Linked DNA regions of Mus musculus: regions 1, 2, 3, 4, 5 and 6 are each linked to region 7. Evidence: chromatin contacts called from public Hi-C, HiChIP or PLAC-seq and promoter capture Hi-C data. All regions are on one chromosome and are shown on one strand. The core of a region is the stretch at or near the end of the contact, and the rest is flanking DNA. Distances in the headings are between cores, read along the strand shown. Region 1 has its middle 6.9 kb from the start of Cenps. Region 2 holds the start of Spsb1 (splA/ryanodine receptor domain and SOCS box containing 1). Region 3 holds the start of Dffa (DNA fragmentation factor, alpha subunit). Region 4 overlaps Pex14 (peroxisomal biogenesis factor 14). Region 5 holds the start of H6pd (hexose-6-phosphate dehydrogenase (glucose 1-dehydrogenase)). Region 6 overlaps Kif1b (kinesin family member 1B). Region 7 holds the start of Ctnnbip1 (catenin beta interacting protein 1).

Evidence for each region. Promoter capture Hi-C pulls out the DNA fragments that hold promoters and counts their contacts. A called contact is a pair of places that touch in the nucleus more often than the background predicts. HiChIP or PLAC-seq counts read pairs in DNA pulled down with a chosen protein or histone mark.
Region 1: a Hi-C map of bone marrow-derived macrophages shows a contact between it and region 7, with 17 read pairs. The contact joins the enhancer-like site here to the promoter of Ctnnbip1 in region 7. A contact is called at or near these places in 3 of 39 promoter capture datasets (embryonic stem cells and stem cell-derived epiblast-like cells), 15 of 484 Hi-C or Micro-C datasets (the AML12 cell line, the CH12 cell line, bone marrow and 10 more), 10 of 115 datasets of contacts at active chromatin or transcription factors (the 230-238 cell line, T-cell acute lymphoblastic leukemia, craniofacial prominence and 7 more) and 5 of 9 other capture datasets (adipose tissue, embryonic stem cells, liver and 2 more).
Region 2: a contact with region 7 is called in a promoter capture Hi-C map of pre-B cells, with 2.2 times the contacts expected there. The contact joins the promoter of Spsb1 here to the promoter of Ctnnbip1 in region 7. A contact is called at or near these places in 1 of 39 promoter capture datasets (pre-B cells) and 1 of 115 datasets of contacts at active chromatin or transcription factors (microglia).
Region 3: a contact with region 7 is called in a promoter capture Hi-C map of pre-B cells, with 4 times the contacts expected there. The contact joins the promoter of Dffa here to the promoter of Ctnnbip1 in region 7. A contact is called at or near these places in 11 of 39 promoter capture datasets (the C10 cell line, the SN4741 cell line, cranial neural crest and 7 more), 1 of 484 Hi-C or Micro-C datasets (muscle stem cells), 3 of 115 datasets of contacts at active chromatin or transcription factors (bone marrow-derived macrophages, extraembryonic endoderm stem cells and trophoblast stem cells) and 4 of 9 other capture datasets (adipose tissue, liver, macrophages and 1 more).
Region 4: a Hi-C map of B cells shows a contact between it and region 7, with 2.2 times the contacts expected there. The contact joins the enhancer-like site here to the promoter of Ctnnbip1 in region 7. A contact is called at or near these places in 1 of 39 promoter capture datasets (pre-B cells), 1 of 484 Hi-C or Micro-C datasets (B cells), 1 of 115 datasets of contacts at active chromatin or transcription factors (trophoblast stem cells) and 1 of 9 other capture datasets (embryonic stem cells).
Region 5: an H3K27ac HiChIP or PLAC-seq map of double positive thymocytes shows a contact between it and region 7, with 5 times the contacts expected there. The contact joins the promoter of H6pd here to the promoter of Ctnnbip1 in region 7. A contact is called at or near these places in 3 of 115 datasets of contacts at active chromatin or transcription factors (double positive thymocytes, memory CD8 T cells and pancreatic cancer cells) and 1 of 9 other capture datasets (liver).
Region 6: a contact with region 7 is called in a promoter capture Hi-C map of pre-B cells, with 2.5 times the contacts expected there. The contact joins the enhancer-like site here to the promoter of Ctnnbip1 in region 7. A contact is called at or near these places in 6 of 39 promoter capture datasets (the C10 cell line, cranial neural crest, embryonic stem cells and 2 more), 2 of 115 datasets of contacts at active chromatin or transcription factors (embryonic basal ganglia and microglia) and 4 of 9 other capture datasets (adipose tissue, embryonic stem cells, liver and 1 more).

What each region holds. Positions count from the first base shown.
Region 1 is chr4:149,143,190-149,145,889 of GRCm38.p6, forward strand. It overlaps the pseudogene Rpsa-ps12. Among named protein-coding and RNA genes, the nearest start is that of Cenps, 6.9 kb to the left of the region's middle. Within about 2 kb of position 1,427, at least 21 of the 459 cell types and tissues checked have an H3K27ac peak or open chromatin away from gene starts, as enhancers often do. A contact at or near this core is called in the CH12 cell line and bone marrow-derived macrophages, where this site is marked.
Region 2 is chr4:149,953,628-149,956,327 of GRCm38.p6, forward strand. Spsb1 (splA/ryanodine receptor domain and SOCS box containing 1) reads right to left here and starts at 1,379. Exons shown (of 3, transcript NM_029035.2): 1 at 1,226-1,379.
Region 3 is chr4:149,102,735-149,105,434 of GRCm38.p6, forward strand. Dffa (DNA fragmentation factor, alpha subunit) reads left to right here and starts at 1,408. Exons shown (of 6, transcript NM_001025296.2): 1 at 1,408-1,652. The coding sequence starts at 1,517.
Region 4 is chr4:149,075,066-149,077,765 of GRCm38.p6, forward strand. Pex14 (peroxisomal biogenesis factor 14) reads right to left here. Exons shown (of 9, transcript NM_019781.3): 2 at 955-1,002. Among named protein-coding and RNA genes, the nearest start is that of Gm46722, 22 kb to the right of the region's middle. Within about 2 kb of position 1,331, at least 72 of the 459 cell types and tissues checked have an H3K27ac peak or open chromatin away from gene starts, as enhancers often do. A contact at or near this core is called in B cells, where this site is marked.
Region 5 is chr4:150,001,801-150,004,500 of GRCm38.p6, forward strand. It overlaps H6pd (hexose-6-phosphate dehydrogenase (glucose 1-dehydrogenase)), which reads right to left and starts at 1,436. Exons shown (of 5, transcript NM_001291004.1): 1 at 1,232-1,436.
Region 6 is chr4:149,214,231-149,216,930 of GRCm38.p6, forward strand. Kif1b (kinesin family member 1B) reads right to left here. Exons shown (of 49, transcript NM_001290995.1): 28 at 677-795. Among named protein-coding and RNA genes, the nearest start is that of Pgd, 49 kb to the left of the region's middle. Within about 2 kb of position 1,306, at least 35 of the 459 cell types and tissues checked have an H3K27ac peak or open chromatin away from gene starts, as enhancers often do.
Region 7 is chr4:149,516,883-149,519,582 of GRCm38.p6, forward strand. It overlaps Ctnnbip1 (catenin beta interacting protein 1), which reads left to right and starts at 1,359. Exons shown (of 5, transcript NM_023465.4): 1 at 1,359-1,497. Gm24381 (a small nuclear RNA gene) reads right to left here and starts at 400; the gene lies at 297-400.

The sequences.
Region 1 (2,700 bases), core at 177-2,676, 370 kb before region 7:
AATAGCTAGCTCGAGCTGCGAGCAACAGCTTCTCCCAGGTCCTCTTCAGGTTTATGATGTAGATATTGTCACTTTTCCTTTGGTAGATGTACTGCTCCATCTGAAAGTCAAGGTTGGTGCCACCTAAGTGGGTTCCCGCAGCAAGGAATTTGAGGACATCCTCCTCCTTCATCTGCAGGACGTCAAGGGCTCCGGACATTGTGTAAGTTTCCCTTTAAGTTACGATGGGAATCAAGAACAACGCCGTATAGACCCGTCCCCGGGTAGCGCAGAAAGCCTATAATAACTTTTAAAAGCAAAGCTATGGTTGCCATTTCTTGGTACAGGCAGTACAGTACAGTAACCATTTGTAGTTAAGGTTTCAGGTGGGGCATAGAGCACTCCTTGAGAAACAGATTAAATGGTAAACAGGAATGAACCTCAGTTGCCTTTACTATAAAATGTCTTTTAAGCCCAAGATGGAGGCAGGCTGGTTTATCATCTACAAAGACAGAGCTTTTCTAAAAGAACAGGGAAGCCTGAAACACCCGAGTTAGGCTCTGCCAGCGCCAGAAAGAGGAAGACAGAAGAGAAGAGAACAATTCTGAGGGAGGAGTCAAGAAGGGGACAGAGGGCAGGACACCCTGGCAGCAGTAAGAGTGGCGCTAGGGAGCAGGAATCCCGGCCAGGAAAAGCCTTAAGGTGAACTTGCCTCCATAGGAGTGTCCCCTGGCAGGTCCCTGAGCTGTCCCACTGTGTCAGCCCTAAGAGAGGAGACAAGGGTCTGTCTCCACCTAGAGCTAGACTCCATTCTCCACAGCAGCAGGACCCCAGATCATTAAGTTTGATCATCCATGTTTTAAGCCTCTGGAGGTCTTCTCTTTTTTTGTTTTTTTGTTTTGTTTTGTTTTGTTTTGTTTTGTTTTTTCGAGACAGGGTTTCTCTGTATAGCTCTGGCTGTCCTGGAACTCACTCTGTAGACCAGGCTGGCCTCGAACTCAGAAATTCGCCTGCCTCTGCCTCCCGAGTGCTGGGATTAAAGGCGTGCACCACCACCACCCGGCACCTCCGGAGGGCTTAATCACTCCAGTCTCCCCATTACCTCAGCAGCGTCTCCCTATGAAAATCATCTACATTGCCAGGATGGTGGTGAACACCTTAGGCTGAGGCAGGGAGATAGTGAGCTCAAAGCCAGCTCTGGCTACCTGAGCAAAATGGTCTCAGAAAGACAAAATCAGTGACTATCACCTCTCAGCCAGTCCCACTCTGTGTCCCCTACATGCTATCTCGTGTTGAAGCGGTCAATTCCCAGGGCTAGTGAACATTACTGTGATGACCTGTGGAAATTGAGAGTATAAAACTCTGAAGCAGCTTATTGCAGGATGCTGGCCCACTTTCCAACTGATGGCCCAGGATCCCAGAATGGCCACTAGGTGTCACCATTGTTCCACTGTGATCAAAGTTGGGGCTGCCCGGTATTTGTAGTTAGCAGAGAGTGCTGGCTTTGTTCCCTCATGATCCTAGGCGCTGGCTTTCTGTCTCATCTGCCTATGTGAGGCCCACTTCACAAGGAGAAATAGCTACAGGGACAAAAGAGTTCTTCACAGGATTAAACTGCTTGCAAGTGGGTAGAGGCCAGATTTGCTCCTGAAGAGCCAAGCTCTTATGTCCACCTTCATAACCTCTGCTCACTTCCCAGCATCCTTAGCACACGTAAGACACTAAAGACTTCCTGAGCCCCTTTTAGCTGCATTAACAGGAAACCGCAAATATCAGCTCAATTAAACCTCTTTTTTTTTTTTTAATTGGTTTTCCCGTACACTGAACTGGAAAGTACGGATTTGAAAAGCAGTCTCCATTAACAAATAGCAAGTCAGGATTTCCTGCTTGTCTCTCTCACCACTGGGGAAATGGCACCTAGCACATAGTAGGTGTACACTTCTTGTGACAAACGACTGAGAGGCATTTATGTACAAATATCTGGTTTGTACATAAGGAGAGGGCCGTCTCATTGTCCGGCCCCTGGCATCAGATTGCCGGGATTCAGGCTCCTGCTATGTTGGTTGGACAGCTTAACCTCTTCTGACCCATCTGACAGTCTGAGATGATGAGACCGCTGAGTTCAGAGAGAGCAAGAGGACTAACCAGTCACTCAACATGTGGAGCACTTAGGCCTGACACACACTGTCTTACATATGTGACCTCAGGAAATCCCAGATGAGGCACACATTCCCCATCTCAGCCACATATCCAAGTTTCCTCTCTGGGAGAGGTGTGTTTGGCAAGTGGTATTTTCTTTCTCTTTCCTTTCTTCCCTTCTTTTTCTGAAACAGGGTTACTCTGTGGTCCAGGATAGACCCAAACTGGGGGATCCACCTGCCTCTGCTTCCCCAGGGCTGGGATTAAAGGGTTTACCACTGCTACCTTGCTGGCCGGTGGGATTTTCTGAAGATTGCAGAATGTGTGCTATTGACAGGCACTTCTGGTCTGAGATTGTCCAGTTATCACCTCTCTCTCTCTCTCTCTCTCTCTCTCTCTCTCTCTCTCTCTCTCTCTCCCTCTCCTCCCTCTCCTCCCCCCTCTCTGTTTTTGTTTTTGTTTTTATTTGGCTTGGTTGGTTTTTTGAGACAATGTTGTCTCCTGCACCTCAAACTGGCTATATAGCTCAGGGTGATCTTAAACTTTGGGTTTTTTTTTTTTTTTTTTTTTTTGGGTGTTTTT
Region 2 (2,700 bases), core at 129-2,628, 440 kb after region 7:
CAAGCCTTCATCATGGGGGCTGGCGCTCTTACCATAAACACCTGTTAAAACTCAGCTCATGAGCAGTTTCTGATGTTACTAACTAAAGTGTTTAATTAACTATTACTCACTCAGGAAGCAGCTTCTGCCAGCTCACCACCACACTGTACAGCTTGAGTTCAGAGAAAAAGAGAGAGGAGCCTGAGCCCCGCTCAGCTGGCAGGAGCTTCCCTGGAAAGGTGCCAGCCAGCACTCCAGCAATACCCCACTTACCAAAACCAACCAAGCAAGGGGAGTTATACTCCACAACCTTCCAGAGCCAATGGCCAGCCCCACTACTGTTCACAGACAGGCAAGAACATTTAGGAAACACACATATTCACAACGATACACAACAACAGACACGAACAGAAACTCACAAGGTCACACTCTCATTCGCAAAAGCACACACAACTTCCTGGCTGGCAAACATCTTCACAGGCACCATTTGTGAACATTCAGTCTTTGCCATGGCACATCCTTAAACTTGGAGATTAGCAAGTCCTCGCACACTCGTCAGGCGCGGGACAACTCATCCTCTGCTCTACCATCCGATTCAGGCTGCTCTTGTTTCTCTGTTTCCATCGATTTCCTGACATAACCTCGGTTGCCCGGAGAAGCATCGGCGGCTCCGGGGTGGCTGGCGCCGCGCGCAGTGTCACCAGGCAGTCTCCCAGAGAGAGGCGCTACGGGGGCCGGATCGGGAAGGGGGACTAGGGCCGCTACAAATCAGAGCCCGGACTGGCGGGAAAAGCGAAACTAACTTAACTCAGCAGGGTCGCGATGCATGGGGCAGAAGGGGTCCCCTCGACTTTGGCGATGGGAGTCCCCCTCAACAATCAGAACCCTAAGGCGCCCTGGGACTAAGGAGAGCCCCAGGCCTCTTTCTCGGTTTGCAGCCTAGGCTCATCTTAGGGAGCGACTGTCCCCGCTCCACTGAGGTCCCCACCCAATGCCGCCCCCGCAGGTGGGACCCCAGAGCCTCCGCAGCAGAAGCGGCAGCGCACTGGGCGGCGCCCGGCCCCTCTCCGGGGACCCAAGATCGATCATGGCTCCACGCCGGGTGCCCACCCTATGCCCACGCTCTGCCCCGCGCCCACCCTCTCAGTTCTCTCAGCGTGGTGGTCCCCGTGTCTCCCCCATCCCCGGATCCCAGAGCCCGAACGCGCGCCCACCCAACCGGTCTTCGGTGTCCCATGCCGCCTACCGCGCACAGAGAGGCCGCAGCTCTTGGAGCTCCGGAGGCTCGCGGTGCCCAGGGCCGCGCCCGCTGCAGAGAGCGAAGTCGCTTCCTCCCCGTGGCCCCGGCGCCAGCGCCTGGAGCTGGTTCCTGCAGCAAGCGCGCGGGCCGCTCGAGCGCGACTCCTGCGCTGAGAAGAAAAAGCCACCGACAGCTCTAAGGTGGGAGGGCGGAGAAAAAAGAAGGACGCGCCGTGGGCGGGGCTTGTACGCTCCACCCCGCCTCCATTTGCCCTGCCACGCCCCATGTCACGCTCCTTCACCACGCCCCGCCTCAGGTCACGCCCTTTTTATCGCAACCCTCCCTTCTGCCTGGCGCTCCTCACAGCCCTCCCCTCCGCACTTTCCCGCTTAGCCCCGCCCTACACCACGCCCCTTCTCCTGCCACGCCCCTCTACTTTCCGACCCAGCGCTGGGTTTCCTAGCGTTGAGCGGCGCTGGTCGCCCGAGAGCCCGGAGCGCGCAGGGCTCTGAGGCAGGGCAGGCTTGGGGCTTTGCGAACTCTGTAGCCCCCGATACCACCTTCTTGCAGAAGGGCTGTAGGCTCAGACATACATCGCTCTGCCTTGGCCTCTGCAGCAAGAGCTTTGATTCCTCTGGAGAAGTTTTTAGGAAAGGCTGGACCTAAGGCCAGGATCATAATAACAGAAAACCTGCGCGGGGGCTGCGGTGGTGTCCAGCACTGTATTGAGGAGCTGAGGTTCATTCTTTAGGGAAAAAATGTTTGGCAGGGTGAGGTTATAGCAGTAATCACAGGAGCAAGATCTTGCTTAACTCGTTTGAAACTCCGGGTTAAGGTTCTGTAATGCTGTCGTGCAAAGGAACTGTCTATGAGTCCATGTGTAATCCGGCTGCTCTATACTTACTGTTTCCGCGCTCATGGAGACAGACAGGCAACTCAGAACTTCAAGACCCCGAGGTCCTGGTCGCATAGGCGTCCACAGTACCTAGACAATGAGTTTAGGATGGCACAAGCGACAGGGACTTCACATTAAAAGTACACCGTTAGAAGCTCTAGTCTGAAAGGGATTTTCCTTTCCCGTCATTACAGAAGAGAGTAGTCACAGGTGACTGAGGGAATTTTCACTCCCATCTTCGCGATATCCCCTTAAGATCTTCCCACTCCTCACCCATACGTGGGGAGGGATGCTAGAGAAGTTGCTATAAATACTGTGGCCGCTGAAGTTATTTAATCACTCACTGTAAAGACCCGAAGGGCCGGAGGCTACTGTGTAGATTCCAACCACCTCACTGTTGCCAATTTTGTTTGAAAACACAGAAGCTTCCAGACTGCTATGGACAAGGTGGGTCTGCGTGGGGAAAGCGGCCTCTCCGGGGCGCTATTGGCTCTTCGAGCAGGCAGCCTTGCCGGTGACTCAGGGGGGTGACTCCCTCCTGTTGGACTCTTCAAAGTCTGGGAATTTGAAGCATTCCCTGTGAGCA
Region 3 (2,700 bases), core at 158-2,657, 410 kb before region 7:
TTCCAGGACAGCAAGGGCTAAACAGAGAAACCTTGTCTTGAAAAACAAAACAAAACAAAAAATTAATTAATTTTGGTTTTTGAGACAGAATTTCTTTTTTTTTTAAGATTTATTTATTTATTATTATATGTAAGTACACTGTAGCTGTCTTCAGACACTCCAGAAGAGGGAGTCAGATCTCGCTACGGATGGTTGTGAGCCACCATGTGGTTGCTGGGATTTGAACTCTGGACCTTCGGAAGAACAGTCTGGTGCTCTTACCCACTGAGCCATCTCACCAGCCAGAGACGGAATTTCTTTGTGTAACTTTGGCTTGTTCTCCTTGGCCTTGAACTCAATGAGATACAACTGCCTCTGCCTCCCAAGAGCTAGGATTAAAGGTATTCACCAGCATGCTGGGTTACAAAAATAAAATTTTAAGAAACATAAGTAAACCAGCTCCTTTTAAAAACTTAATAATAATTTCATAGCAACCATTTGTGTGTGTGGGGGGGGTATGTGTTCACATGAGCATACATGCATGCATACAAATGTCAGGTTGTGTGATCAGAGAACAACTTTTGGAAATCTGTTTTCCTACCATGCTGGGCTCTGGGATCAAACTCAGGGTGTAAGGACTGGCAGCAAGCACCTTTACCCACTAAGCTATCTTGTCAGCTATTTAACTTAATGTAAAATGTTTACTTAATATTTCAACTTGCTTGTAAATCATATCCTTTAAACTTCAAAAGTCACAAAACCAGTCCTGAAAAACACACAAACACACACACACACAATTTTCTCTTTTATGTAGCTCTGGCTGTGTAGAAACTCACTATGTAGACCAGGCTGCCCTGGAACTCATAAAGATCCTTCTGCCTCCTGAGGATTAAAGGCCTGAGCCACAACACCCAGTTCAATGGCAACTCTTAAAACATGAATATGCATCTGGAGAGATGGCCCAGCAGTTAAGAGCACTGACTGCTCTTCCAAAGGTCCTGAGTTCAAATCCCAGCAATCACATGATGGCTCACAACCATCCGTAATGAGATCTGATGCCTTCTTCTGGTGTGTCTGAGGACAGCTACAGTGTACTTATGTATAAATAAATCTTTAAAAAGGAAAAAAAAAAAACATGAATATATGGCTGGCAATGTAGTGTAGAACTATGCTTACCATACATGAGACCCCGGGTTTTCCATCATACAGTCTTTTAGAGAAGAAAAGGAGGGGAAGGTAACAGGGTAGGGGAAAGAAAACAACAGAAAAAAAAGAAATCTCCAATCTGGACCACTTCCCTAAACTGAATCCCCCCCGCCCCTGGCTTTGAACCCAGAAACTACAATTCCCGTCGTGCCCTGGAACGCCCGTGATTAGCCGCCACTAGAACTACATCTCCCGGCGTGCCTTGGTCTCGCGTAACTTGCTGAGAGAACTACATCTCCCGTCAGGCAGCGGGAGGAAGGTTGTCAAAGCTTAGGGAAGGGGCTCTGGGCTACCTGGGATTTCCCAGAGTCGCCAGGTCCCCACTTTGAGGATGGAGCTGTCGCGGGGAGCCAGCGCCCCAGACCCGGACGATGTCCGGCCTCTCAAACCGTGTCTGCTACGCCGCAACCACAGCCGCGATCAGCACGGCGTGGCAGCCTCCAGTCTCGAGGAGCTGAGGAGCAAAGGTTGGCTGCTGAGGGGACCGGGCGGGGTCGGGAAGGTGACCCCAGAGCCTAGGGACTGCAGGGACCCACGTGGGTCCAGTGATTGACAGATTCCTGGCGTTTTTACTTACCTACACTGAGAGGAGCCGTGAAGGGGACGGGAAACTGTGCAGGTCCAGGTTCATTGACCTGATTTTGGACCAAACCGAGTCCAGCGTATTCTGTCCACTCTGGCTCACAGAGGCGGTACTGGGGCTCCCCGACGGGATGGGAATGGGAGTCCGCACTCAGTACCTATTCCATTAAAAGGGAGCTGTCAGTGCCTGCCCTTAGAGTCCAAGTAAGGAACGTGAGCCATGTTCTGATCCTGACTATACTTTGCATTTAACCATCTCTGGACCCTTAGTTTCCTCAGCCGTGTAGTGGGTGTATTTTCAACTTTGCTTCAAAGGATTCTTGGGACTCTCAAGTGAGATGGTCTGTTCAATGGTTACTTACAAGCGTTATTAGCCCGTAGCAACAAATGAGATACTCAAAGAAGTTCTGCAGGTCTTTCATGTCAGCTAGCTCCGGGCACGGATTCACCTGTGCCAGGGTGTGCATCGCTTCCGGAGAGCTAGCTACTGAGACCCAGGAGCAGGGTTTGATCTGGTGACAGGGGTTCTGTCACACCAAGGCTTGCATTTCACCCCAGCACAAGGTTAGTTCAGCTTAGTGCCACTTCAGTTGCATTGGCTGGGTGTCCTTGGCCCCAGAGACTTCTGTTCTCTGCAGCAGAGCCTATAGCAGACTGACTGGCAGTTCTATTTTGGGTGATGACAGCCTTATGGAAAGCCTCTTGCCTGGCAATAATATAAATGAAATGACACTGAGTAAAGCTTCTGCCAATACTGTAGTTTCCTTCAGTCTAGAAGAACTGCAAAAGAAGATAGCCACAGAGAGAATAAACCACCTACTTTTTGTTTTCTGACATTTGATGTGTAGAATTCAAGATTACCACCGAATAAATGAGCAAGGGACAGCATTACGCGTCCACTGTAATCAGACCAGCCTCTGGTTGGATGCTTAT
Region 4 (2,700 bases), core at 81-2,580, 440 kb before region 7:
TCGCCCTCTGCCTAGAAAGCCTTAGAACCTGCTAGAACCTGGCCCTGTTCACCGCAGCCAAGGGCTTCACGCCACCCTCTCCAGCTCGGCCGGGGAAGAGTGAAGAAAGCAGGAGACTGCCCGGGCTACGGAAACAAAGCCTGGGCAGATCGCCCCACGCTCACCGCTACCACCACTCCAAGTCAGGAAAGTCTTGGCAACGTTAAACCCAATGCTGGCGCGCCCCTAAAACTGAGCTGGTTTGCACAGAACCGGTCTTACTACCCAGCCCACAGGACTGACATCAAGTCCTGAAATGCCAAACAGTGAAAACAGGGCAGGCAGGCAGGCAGGCAGGGACTCTGGTTCAGACCACTCTGCAAACAGAGTTCCTTAGCTGAGAGCAGTGGTGTTTGTCCTCTACCTGCTGCGCTTGTGAAGCTGTGCCCGGAGAACTGTTGTGAGCAGGAAGCCAGCCTAGGCCACATAGTGAGTGCAAGGACAAACTGAGCTCCAGAGGGTGGCCCTCCTTGTTTAGAAAGAGAAAAGGTCCTTCAACCCTCAGTAGGTTTCTTTCCTATCAAGAATCTACAATACCATGGGTGCCACCCATCACAGACAGAACCACAGACCAAGCAACCCCAGAACCCTTCCTCTTACCTGGTCCTTAAAGGGCACCTCACCCCACCCCACCCCGGGTGCTTCACTGAGAAGCAAAGACTAGCTACTTCAGGTTTCTGACAGTGTGAAGCTGACAAGCAGCAACCTTGCTGTCACCTAGTCCTACTAGCAGCAGCAAACAAAGTGCCATGTGACTGTAGAGATGGGTGCTCCAAGAGGTCTTGTCACTCCCTCCTGATAAGCAGAAGTCACAAGCCAGAGGTCAGGGGCAAGGGTCACCAGGTCCTGCCTCCAAGCATGCAGGCCGCTGATTCGAGGCGCAGCCATAGGCTCCTCCAGGTCTTTCATACTTACCAGTGGCTCTCGGGGCACCACATTTTCACTTCCTGGAGGAGAGCTTGGCTGCAAAGAAAAACAGAAACAAAAGTAAGATCACAGTGCCACCTCATGGACATCAGAAAAACAGGCAGTGCACCCAGGTCGGTTCTGTTCTCCACGGGCTCCTGCAGCAGGAGCTGCGAGTCTCAGTCTGCAGACTGTTTCTGGGTTCACAGCCATAGCCCCTCATGAACAGGGCTGGTTTTTTCTCAGGAGGACCAAGGATCAGATGCAATCAGGAAGGATGTGGACCATGACAAAAAAGGCCAGAAAAAGGCCTAAGAATGGTCTACATGCTTTTCTACCACTGTCACAGATAGACTGAACTACAGAGAGAGCAAAAGTGTAGAACAAAAGGCAGCCACAGGGGGGCATCGGCAACCCACACTAAGGGGTTTTCTCTCATTGCAGCCAAGTGCCACTTTCTTTGGATTGTTTCGCTTCTGTGACAGTGTCTCCATGTAGCCCAAGCTGGCCTCCAACTCACCGTATCACTAAGTGTAACCTTAAAGCCCTGGTCCTCTTGTCTCAGCTTCCCCAGCGCTGGGATCAAAGAAATGCACCCCACCACTACTGCCCCCAGCCTACGGCACTGGCTACAGCACTGCCCATCACTAACAACCTGCTCTGGGTTAAGAAATAATCTGGTGTCAGGCTGAGAAATAAACAGAGCAGCCTATGAGCAAGCAATAGCACTGTGACCTGCCGGCCAGGCTCCCATCTGTTTCCTTCTGGGCCACAGCCTTTCTCATACCTTCAACCCTATACTGAACTAGCTAAAATTCAGAGCAAGAATAGGGTGCTAAAGCAAGACACAAATCTCCAGAAGGATGAGACAAGCGGCCGGCCTGAGTTGTGGTTAGTTTTTTACTGTTACTGACATTAAAGTCAATTTTCTACAGACAACACCCGGACAAGGGCAGCTAATGTGTATCCCAGGAGCCGGCCACCATTCTGCCTCCCAGCTAGTTCAGATGGCCTGTGCCAGCCTCCTATGAAGAGGGCAGAAGCTGAGAGAGGAAAGAGTCTAGAGAAGGTTCCTAAAGACCGCCTTACCGCACAGCTGCCTGCCACCACACACTTTATCCAGAGTTCTAGCCTATGAGCTCCACCACCCCAGAGCAGAAGGCCAGGCAGCTTGAAACTATAACTGGAGGTCAGTCCTCATACCTAGTGACCTTTCTCTCCCTGTGCCACCCTCCAGGCCTCCTTCCTGCCTCCCCTTAGATTTTCAAGTCTTAGCACAGACTGCCCTGACTGCCATGGATGCCTGCCCTCCAGTAACTGCTGGAAGGTCTTCAAGAGCTCCCTCCCTTACTCCCAAAGTACCCCTCATCTCCTCCTGCCCATCATCTCTCCTACGTAGCCATGGAGTCAACCCTCCACCTCTCTTTATCTCTGCTGCCATCACTTTGGTACAAGCTTCCAGCATCACTTGCCTGGACCACGGCAAATGCTTTCTAATCAGCTTACCTGGTCTCGTGCTGGCTCTCTTCCAATTCACTTTCCACAACACAAAACCCAAATCATTTGTAAAGGGCAACTCGATCATCTCCCTTACTTACTCATCCACGCCCATAAGCATCATCAATAGCTCCTTACTGTTCTCATAAGACAAGAACAAGTCCTCAGCGCGGTCTTGGAATCCTCCCATCTATTCTAAGCACATGTCAAGACTCTACTGCCTAACTCCCAAGCCCATCCGTAACAGACACTCTGGCT
Region 5 (2,700 bases), core at 186-2,685, 480 kb after region 7:
CAGTAGTGGCGTCATGGGGCTAAATACAGAGGCAAGGTTACACCCTGATCCCCAGAGTGAGACCAGGACAGCCAGGGATACAGAGAGAAATCCTGTCTGGAAAACCAAAACAACAGCTACAACAACAACAGAAGAGGGTGGAAGACAGTTTCCTGTATAACAAATTTTATTCATACCAACAGCTGGAACAGGACATGGTAACCCAAGCCCACAGTCTCAGTCTTTAGGAGTCAGGAGGATTGTGAGTTCAAGGTTAGCCTGGGCTACTTAGCAACCCCATGTCAAAAGAAAGAAAAGCAGAAGGGGTGGGGAGTAGGGTGGAGGCTGGAGAGATGACTCGGCACTTTAGAGGACCCAGTCCCAGCAGCCACACGGTGGCTCGGAACCATCCCTAACGGCAGTTCCAGGGGACCCTACACTAAGTATACACATGGTGCGCGTACAGACATGGGGACACACGAGATAAAACAGGCGGTGGGAGTCAGCAAGCAGGAGGGCACGCGGGCTTGCTCTGGGCAAGAATGCATTACTCTGACAGGCCGTCCTGGGAGAGACTCGCCCTTTAGACAGAGGCCCTGCTAACATTCCAGAAGGGGAAAGACTGATCTGGCCAGCCATGGTGAACAGGGGCAGAGTCCAGCTCCATCTTCCTGTCACCCTCACTGGAAAGAGGCACATGGCCAGCCATCCCAAAGCTGTCCCTGCCCAGTCCAGCAGCACCAAGAGGCAGGGCTGGTGCGGGCTAGTTACAGTCTCTATGCCCACAGACATGGGTGGGAGGGTGAGTGAGAGAGATCAGGAGCCACTACCTACCTCCCCTTCCCTACTCTACCCCCTCAGATACCATTGACAAAGCTGCTTCCCATGGATGGGGCAAGAAGAGGGGTGCCTCTAATCACAGCCCCAGAATCTGGACTTTTAAAAAGAAATTGGGGGGCTGGAGAGATGGCTCTGTGGTTAAGAGCACTGGCTGCTCTTCCAGAGGACCCGGGGTTCAATTCTGAGCATCCACACGGCAGTTCACAACTGTCTGTAACTCCAGTTCCAGGGGATCGGACACCCTCACACAGACACATATGCAGGCAAAACACCAATGCACAAAAAATAAAAATAAATACTAATTTTAAAAGGATTGGAAAAGAAACAAGAATTCAGATGAAAGAACATTTAGAAAATCATCCTTATCAGCCAAGCGTCCCCTCCAGTTCCGGGGCTCCGACGCCAAACTTACCAGTGCAGGCAAAGAACACAACCTGGTGTCAGTCAACCCTGGTCTGCATTTGGTCCCCTCATGGCCAATCTGGGGACCAGCACTTCCAGATGAAGCTCTCCTCTAAGTCCAAAGAGCCCTTTCTCCGGCCTCCTCTAAAGATAACTGGGAGCCCGGAGGAGCACTCAAAGCCCCTTTGAACCTTTTTGCAATGTTTTGATTGCAAAATTTCCGGTATTTTTCCCAGCTGGTTGTTAAACACAGCCATTAATAAAGTGAAATTACATAAATGAATAACCAACCAAATTCCATTAAGAACAAAGGTCAATAGACACTCAAAACTTATGTTTCCTGATCACGGGATCACTTTTTGCTGTCATGTATGCTCTTGATAATGGCTCATTAGGGGGACATCTATAACCCAGATATTGGCAAAGATCATAAATCAAGTTCCCCGGCCCCACCTCCCACATAGCAGCTGCTCAGCACTGGCCAGCCAGTTGCTATCGTGTGGCCAAACCGGTATTTCCTGGCTGCACTTTCCCACCTCACTCCAGAGTGGTCAATCAACTCATACTCAGATCAGAGCTCTGATCACATTAGTTGAATGCTGACTGGGTTTAGGCACATCTAAATCCAACTGGTTTATTAACCACAATTTAAATTACTCCCTCCTTGCCCTCCCCACATCTCCCCTCCCTGTCTCCCCTTCCCTTCAGGTTTGTGGTTCTTTGTTTTTGAGACAAGGCATCTCTATGTAGCCCAGGCTGGCCTCAGGCCTGGTATGCTCCAGCCCTGTCCTCCTTGGCACTGGGATTTCTGGCATGGCCTACCACATCTCTCAACTTGCTTCAAATGCTGTCTCCACCAGTCCCAGTAAACACAACATACTCAGATCATAAACCTTAGCGGTGTCTGGTCTGTTGGCAGATACAGGTGTCCACCTTCAAACCCTATTTGGGGGCAGCTCGGGTGTCTGCCACCAATCCTGATGACCTGAGTTCCCGCCACAGGAACCGCAGGGTAGAAGATGAGATCCAGCTGCACAGCCTGTCCTCTGAGCTCCACATGTGCACACACACACACACACACACACACACACACACACACGTACACACACACACACACACACACACACACACACGTGCACACAAACACAACAAAGCTCACACAGGTTTGGAGCACAGTGTCTCTCACTGCCTCTGTCTGTCCTGCCATCTCCTCTGTCTGGATTACTGCAGAACGCCCCCCCCCCCCCATAGCTTCCTATGGCCCCTGCAGAGCTGAGCCTAGCACAGGGGCCAGAGTGACCCTCACTGTTGGTAAGAAAGAGTCTACACAATCTAGCATCTTACCATCATCTCTTTGACCTCCTGTACTATTCTGGCCATCCTCCTGCCTCGGGGCCTTTGTTCTGGCTCTTCTCTCTGAGCTGCGTTCCCCCACAGGTACTCACATGGCACCTTAGCTCACCAGCTTCAGCAAGACCG
Region 6 (2,700 bases), core at 56-2,555, 300 kb before region 7:
GCTCAGCTTGGCGTCAAACAACACAATCCGCTACGCCTGTCTAAACTGCTCGTCGCTTCTACCAAGTCAATCCAAGAGTTATTTATGTTACCCACCAGTTTCCCCGATACAGCAATATCCCCCACTGAAGTGACACTTGAGTGCTGGGGAGGGGGGTAAAGCTAACAGAAAGGAAGCTAATGGCAGCCTCCCCAAGCTGAACAAGCATACCCCCACCTACATATGCGACTGAAGTGTCACCTGCATCAAGAAGCTAGCTTGCCTTTTTTCTTTTTCTTTCTTTTGTTTTTTTTTTTTTTAAATGTGCATTGGTGTTTTGCCTGCATATGTGTCTGTGTGAGGGAGTCAGATCTCCTGGAATTGGAGTTACACAGTTGTGAGCTGCCATGTGGATGCTGGGAATTGAACCTGAGTCTTCTGTAAGAGCAGCCAGTACTCTTAACTGCTGAGTCATCACTCCAACCCTTAGCCTGCTTTTTCTTTTCTTTCTTTTTTTTTTTGTTTGTTTTGTTTTGTTTGAGACAGGGTTTCTCTGTGTAGCCCTGGCTGTCCTGGAACTCACTCTGTAGACCAGGCTGGCCTGGAACTCAGAAATCCACCTGCCTCTGCCTCCCGAGTGCTGGGATTAAAGGCGTGCACTACCATGCCCGGCTTTGATCATCTTTTTCTAACTCACCTGCAATGGCCTGCACAGCCACACGAAGAAATCCCCGGACTTCCCCCTTCTCACTGACAATGGCCACCCTGTGAATCAGGGGCACCGGATACAGCAGGTTGCTCAAGTACACAAATGCCCTGTAGACAGAACCCAGAGACAAGCATCAGCAAATCTGAGGAGGAGGCGGAGGGCTTTCTGCCTCCCCAAACTCAACTGGCTTCTGGGCCTTTTAAGGTCACCTCTGAATTCTGATCTCTTGAATTGCTTCCAGGTGTGTTTTCAATACATAATCAATACAAAAGCTAGTGCAAAAAGCATGGCAGAGCAGCTGACAAAGACCAAATCACTCTACAAAAAGCTGCCCCACTGGAAGAAGAGTGACGAGTAAAGTGAAGGCTCGCGTGCTGTGGGCACCGCCCAGGACAGGGGAGCCCACTGAAGAGCTTACTCTTCAGAAGTGAAGATGCGCCAAGAGATCTGGCGCACACACAACAGAAACCAGGAGGTGAGGGCAGGGAAGTGTGAGTGAAGTGGTTACTAGCACTAAAATGGACTTTACATCCCAGCACTATGAGTCTTGTTTGACTTAAAGGACTATTAAAGGTGAGAACCAGCCACGAAGGCAGAAAGCCTGTGTGGCCAGATGTGTCTGTGAAGTGAGTTTGCTGGAGACTGAACGGGAATTAAGATAAATCCTAAGATGACTCAGCTGGCCCTGTAGAGTTGGCCTTTGATCCTCAAACCAAAATCATAAACAAAAGGGAATTGACAGGTCTCTCCTGCCTCCTTTTATTTCCTTCTCTGGGGCCCTAGGGGGAGAGACTTGGAGTCTCACACTTAGCTATATAAGTCCTCAACACTCAGCTACAAACCCAGCCCTTCTAATGAGACAGGGTCTCACTAAATTACTCAGGCTGGCTTTGAGTTCACTCCGTGGCTTAGGCAAGCTTTAAATTCTCAATCCTTCTGTCTTAGCTTTCCTACTAACTGAGATTACAGGCCTGAGATACCAGACCTGGCTGACACTTGATATATTTCTAACAAACTAGACAAGTCCTACCATGTTTGTGCTTTTAAAAGGTTCATTAATTTGTAGAAATTCTTTTTTTTTTAATTTAATATGCTCTTACTCAACTGTATATACATGTGTGCGTGCATGTGTCTGCTTCTGTGTGTGTGTGTGTGTGTGTGTGCCCGCGCATATGCACGCGCGTGTGTTTTGCAGGTGAGGGGATAATGTGCACACAGAGCGTGGAGGATGGAAAACAGCCGTGGAAAGGTCTGTACTTTCTTTCTACCATGTGAGTCACATGCACCAAAGCCAGGTGGTTGACATGGTAGGAAATGACGTCAAAACTGAGCTCTCTCATCTGCCTTATTCATGTGTTTTAAAGCAGTTAGAACTAAGTAGTCACAGATCTTAAGTGCTCTTGTTTCAATGGTAGAAAAGTGGAATTTAATTCCTACTGTTCCCCTGGTTTCTCACTTGGTATATGCTGATTTTTGTACATTAAAAAAAAAAAAAGACAAAGAGAAAATACCACACCAGGAAATTTAACATATCTAACCCAGACACACAGCTGTTTGCTGCATTCCTGTCCTAACATGTATTTATGTTACAAGGAGAGAAGAATGAAGGAGTAAAAGCCTGGGATTTCAACTCAAAACAACAAAAGCAATTACAAAATGGGTAAAACGCATCACAGTAATAACATTTAGGAACACAAATGAAGTATGAATGATAAGCGAACAAAAATAGCTGCAAATGAACAGGAAATAGTATCATGGTGTGCAATTCCCTTTCAGTCTGCTCCAAAGCAAGGGAGGGAATGGTAACACAGAGGGTTAAACTTCGGTTCAACAGAAACTTATGCATGAACATGTAATCTAGAGAGGATTACAAGCAGGGTCAAACACCACTACTGTGACTGAGTTTAAAAAACTAAGAATTAGGCATATGGAACCAAATGGCTGATTTCACTTCCAAAGTCAACACACACAGAGGGCACTCCCCTGCCTCAGGGGCATCCAGTCAGAGCCAC
Region 7 (2,700 bases), core at 109-2,608:
AGATGTTTGCTCTCCCCAGGCATAGTCATATAACAACAACACACAAGAGTTTACAAGCTGGGTATGATGGCGCACGCCTTTAATCCCAGCACTTGGGAGGCAGAGCCAGGCAGATTTCTGAGTTCGAGGCCAGCCTGGTCTACAGAGTGAGTTCCAGGACAGCCAGAGCTACACAGAGAAACCCTGTCTTGAAAAAAACAAACAAACAAACAAAAAAACAAAAACAAACAAAAAAAAAAACAAACACAGTTTACTGTATTTTTAAGGTTTTAGTTTTTGTCATTTAAAATTCTATTTTTACTATGGAATGCTTCACAGATCTGTGTGTCATCCTTGTGCCAGGCCCATGCTGATCTCTGTATTGTTTCAATTTTAGTATGTATGCTACCGGAATGAGTACCATTTTTAGTTTTTAAATTTATTTATTCAATTGATTTTTATGTGTGGATGCCTGTTGTATGTATACCATGGGTAGGTGCCCATGGACACTAGCAGAGAGTATACTCAGCTAAGAGCTCTTGCTGCTTCTGTAGAGGACCAGAGTTCAGTTCCCAGCCCCACATGGTTGCTCGCAACTGTCTGTAATTCGTTTCAGGGAATCCATGCCAAGGCATTAGACATACATGTGGCACACATACAAACATGGAGGCACACACATAAATTTTTCAAAAATAAATTGGAAATGATACCACTCTTAAGCATTCATGTGCCTTTAAACTAAAAGCAATTTGCCGAAAATGAACAATTTTCCCCTTTCAACCTCTCCAGATACAGCAAGACTGCCGGTAGAAAGATTTTAATCACAGAGGCCCTGGGCACTCTGGATTTCACAGACCCCAGGCTAGGCCCCAAATTCAAGAGCAGACCTAACTGTTCCAAGATACCACGCCCACGCCACTAAATAGTCTGCAACCTCTTCCATTTCATTCTTTCTGGGGTTCTGGGTCAAGTGGCCTCAGTGAAAATTCTACCCTATATGACCCCTCACTCTAGCCTCGCCTGCTCCTCCCCTGGGTTCTCAGTACAGACAGAGCCCCTACCCACCCACCGCGAGACCCCGCCCACGAGCCTCTGGTCCCGCCCTCAACCAGAGATGACCAATGAGTTGTCCTTCTCGTGTTGAGGCTCAGGGTTCCGCCCTCCAGCAAGCAGCCCGCCCCAAAGGTGTGTTAACCAATGCCTGTTCCTTTCCCGCTCTAGGGGCTCCACCCCTTCAGGCCCCGCCCCTCAGGGTACCTCCCTCTGGGGCGTGGTCGGCGCCGCGCCTCCGCCGCGCGCGCGGAGCCTGATGCCGCCCCCCTCCGCCGGTCCCTCCTCCGGCAGCCTGGCGCCTCCCTCCCTCCCGGCCGCGGTGACTCACGGAGAGGCGGAGGCTGAGGCGGCCGCTCCTGGTGCTGCTGCCGCCGCCGCGGCTGCTTCTCCGGCTGAGCGCGCCCCGGAACAGGCCGCCGCGCTCCGGACCCGCAGCCCCCGGCGCCGCGCGTTCGGGCGGCCCAGGTAAGCGCGAGGCCGGGCCGCGACCGCAGCATGGGGGCCGGCGCTGCGCCGGGACGCGGGGGAGCCGCCGGCCCTTTGTCTCCCGGGGAGGGGCCGCGGAAGGCACCTTCGACCCCGCAGAGACCCACCGGGCCGGCTCCGCTGGCGCGGCGCCCTGGGCCTGGACCCGTCGTCCCCACCACACCCGGCGCTGCTACCTCCCGCCGCAGACCACCCTGCTGCCTTCCTCCCTTTCTCTTGGGGGTCTCCTCCACAGGTGTCCCAGTTGCTCACCCCTCTGGGCCCGCGTGCTTGTCATCGTCTGTCCACCCTCCTGGTCCCATTGCCCTGTCTCTTCCTCACCTTACCGCACCTCTTTCCCAGCATCCTGACTCTCCATGTTTCCCTTCCTAGATGCTGCCAAGGTCTGTCTGTCCGCCCAGCTGCCCTTCCTCCCTTTCTAGTTTAAATGCACCGTCCGCTCCCCTGATTCCACCTCTCCTTGGTGTTTTTGGAAGGTACATGTGAGAGACACATGTCTCACCTTCGCAGGGCACTTGGGAACGTGAGCCTGCAGATTAACCACTCGGACCTCCAAATTGCATGTATCCCCTCCTTTTTGCCACCCCTATCAAGGTTGCACTTCCCTTTTCCGTGAGCCTGGAGCTCTGGACACTTTACCTGCAGAGGCCCTGCAGCCTTTGCATGCTTCTGTGTATGGAACTTGACTTAGGAGTAACTCTGCCGGTTAGCTCATGGGAAGGCCCAAGGGGATCAAGAGTTTTATGAATAATGAGACGTGCGGCTTGCAGCACTTTCTATCTGAGGATCTAACTATGCTCTAGCTGTTAATTATTCTGTCTCCTGTCACTTACAGATCCAAAGGAAGTGTGCCTAGATAACTGCTGGGTAAACTGAGGCACAGAGTATGTTGCTGTGGGATCTGGAGGCAAGTCAGTTTGTCTTGAGATTTAGTTCTCAAGTGGCTTCTGGCTTCTTGGCTTCTGGCTCGCTCCTACCACCACCAGGCTCTTGTTCCTGGCTGGAAACCCTGTGATAACTGATCTCTGCTGCCATGAAGGTGTCTGGAGACGCCAGCACTTCCTTGGATTCAAAGCAGGACTTTGAATCACAAATAAAGGTGCCAACTGTTCAGTGCCAGTGTGTCACTCATGGCTTCCTGGTAGAGCCAGTGTGGTCCATGAGGACAGACAGAAGTTACCT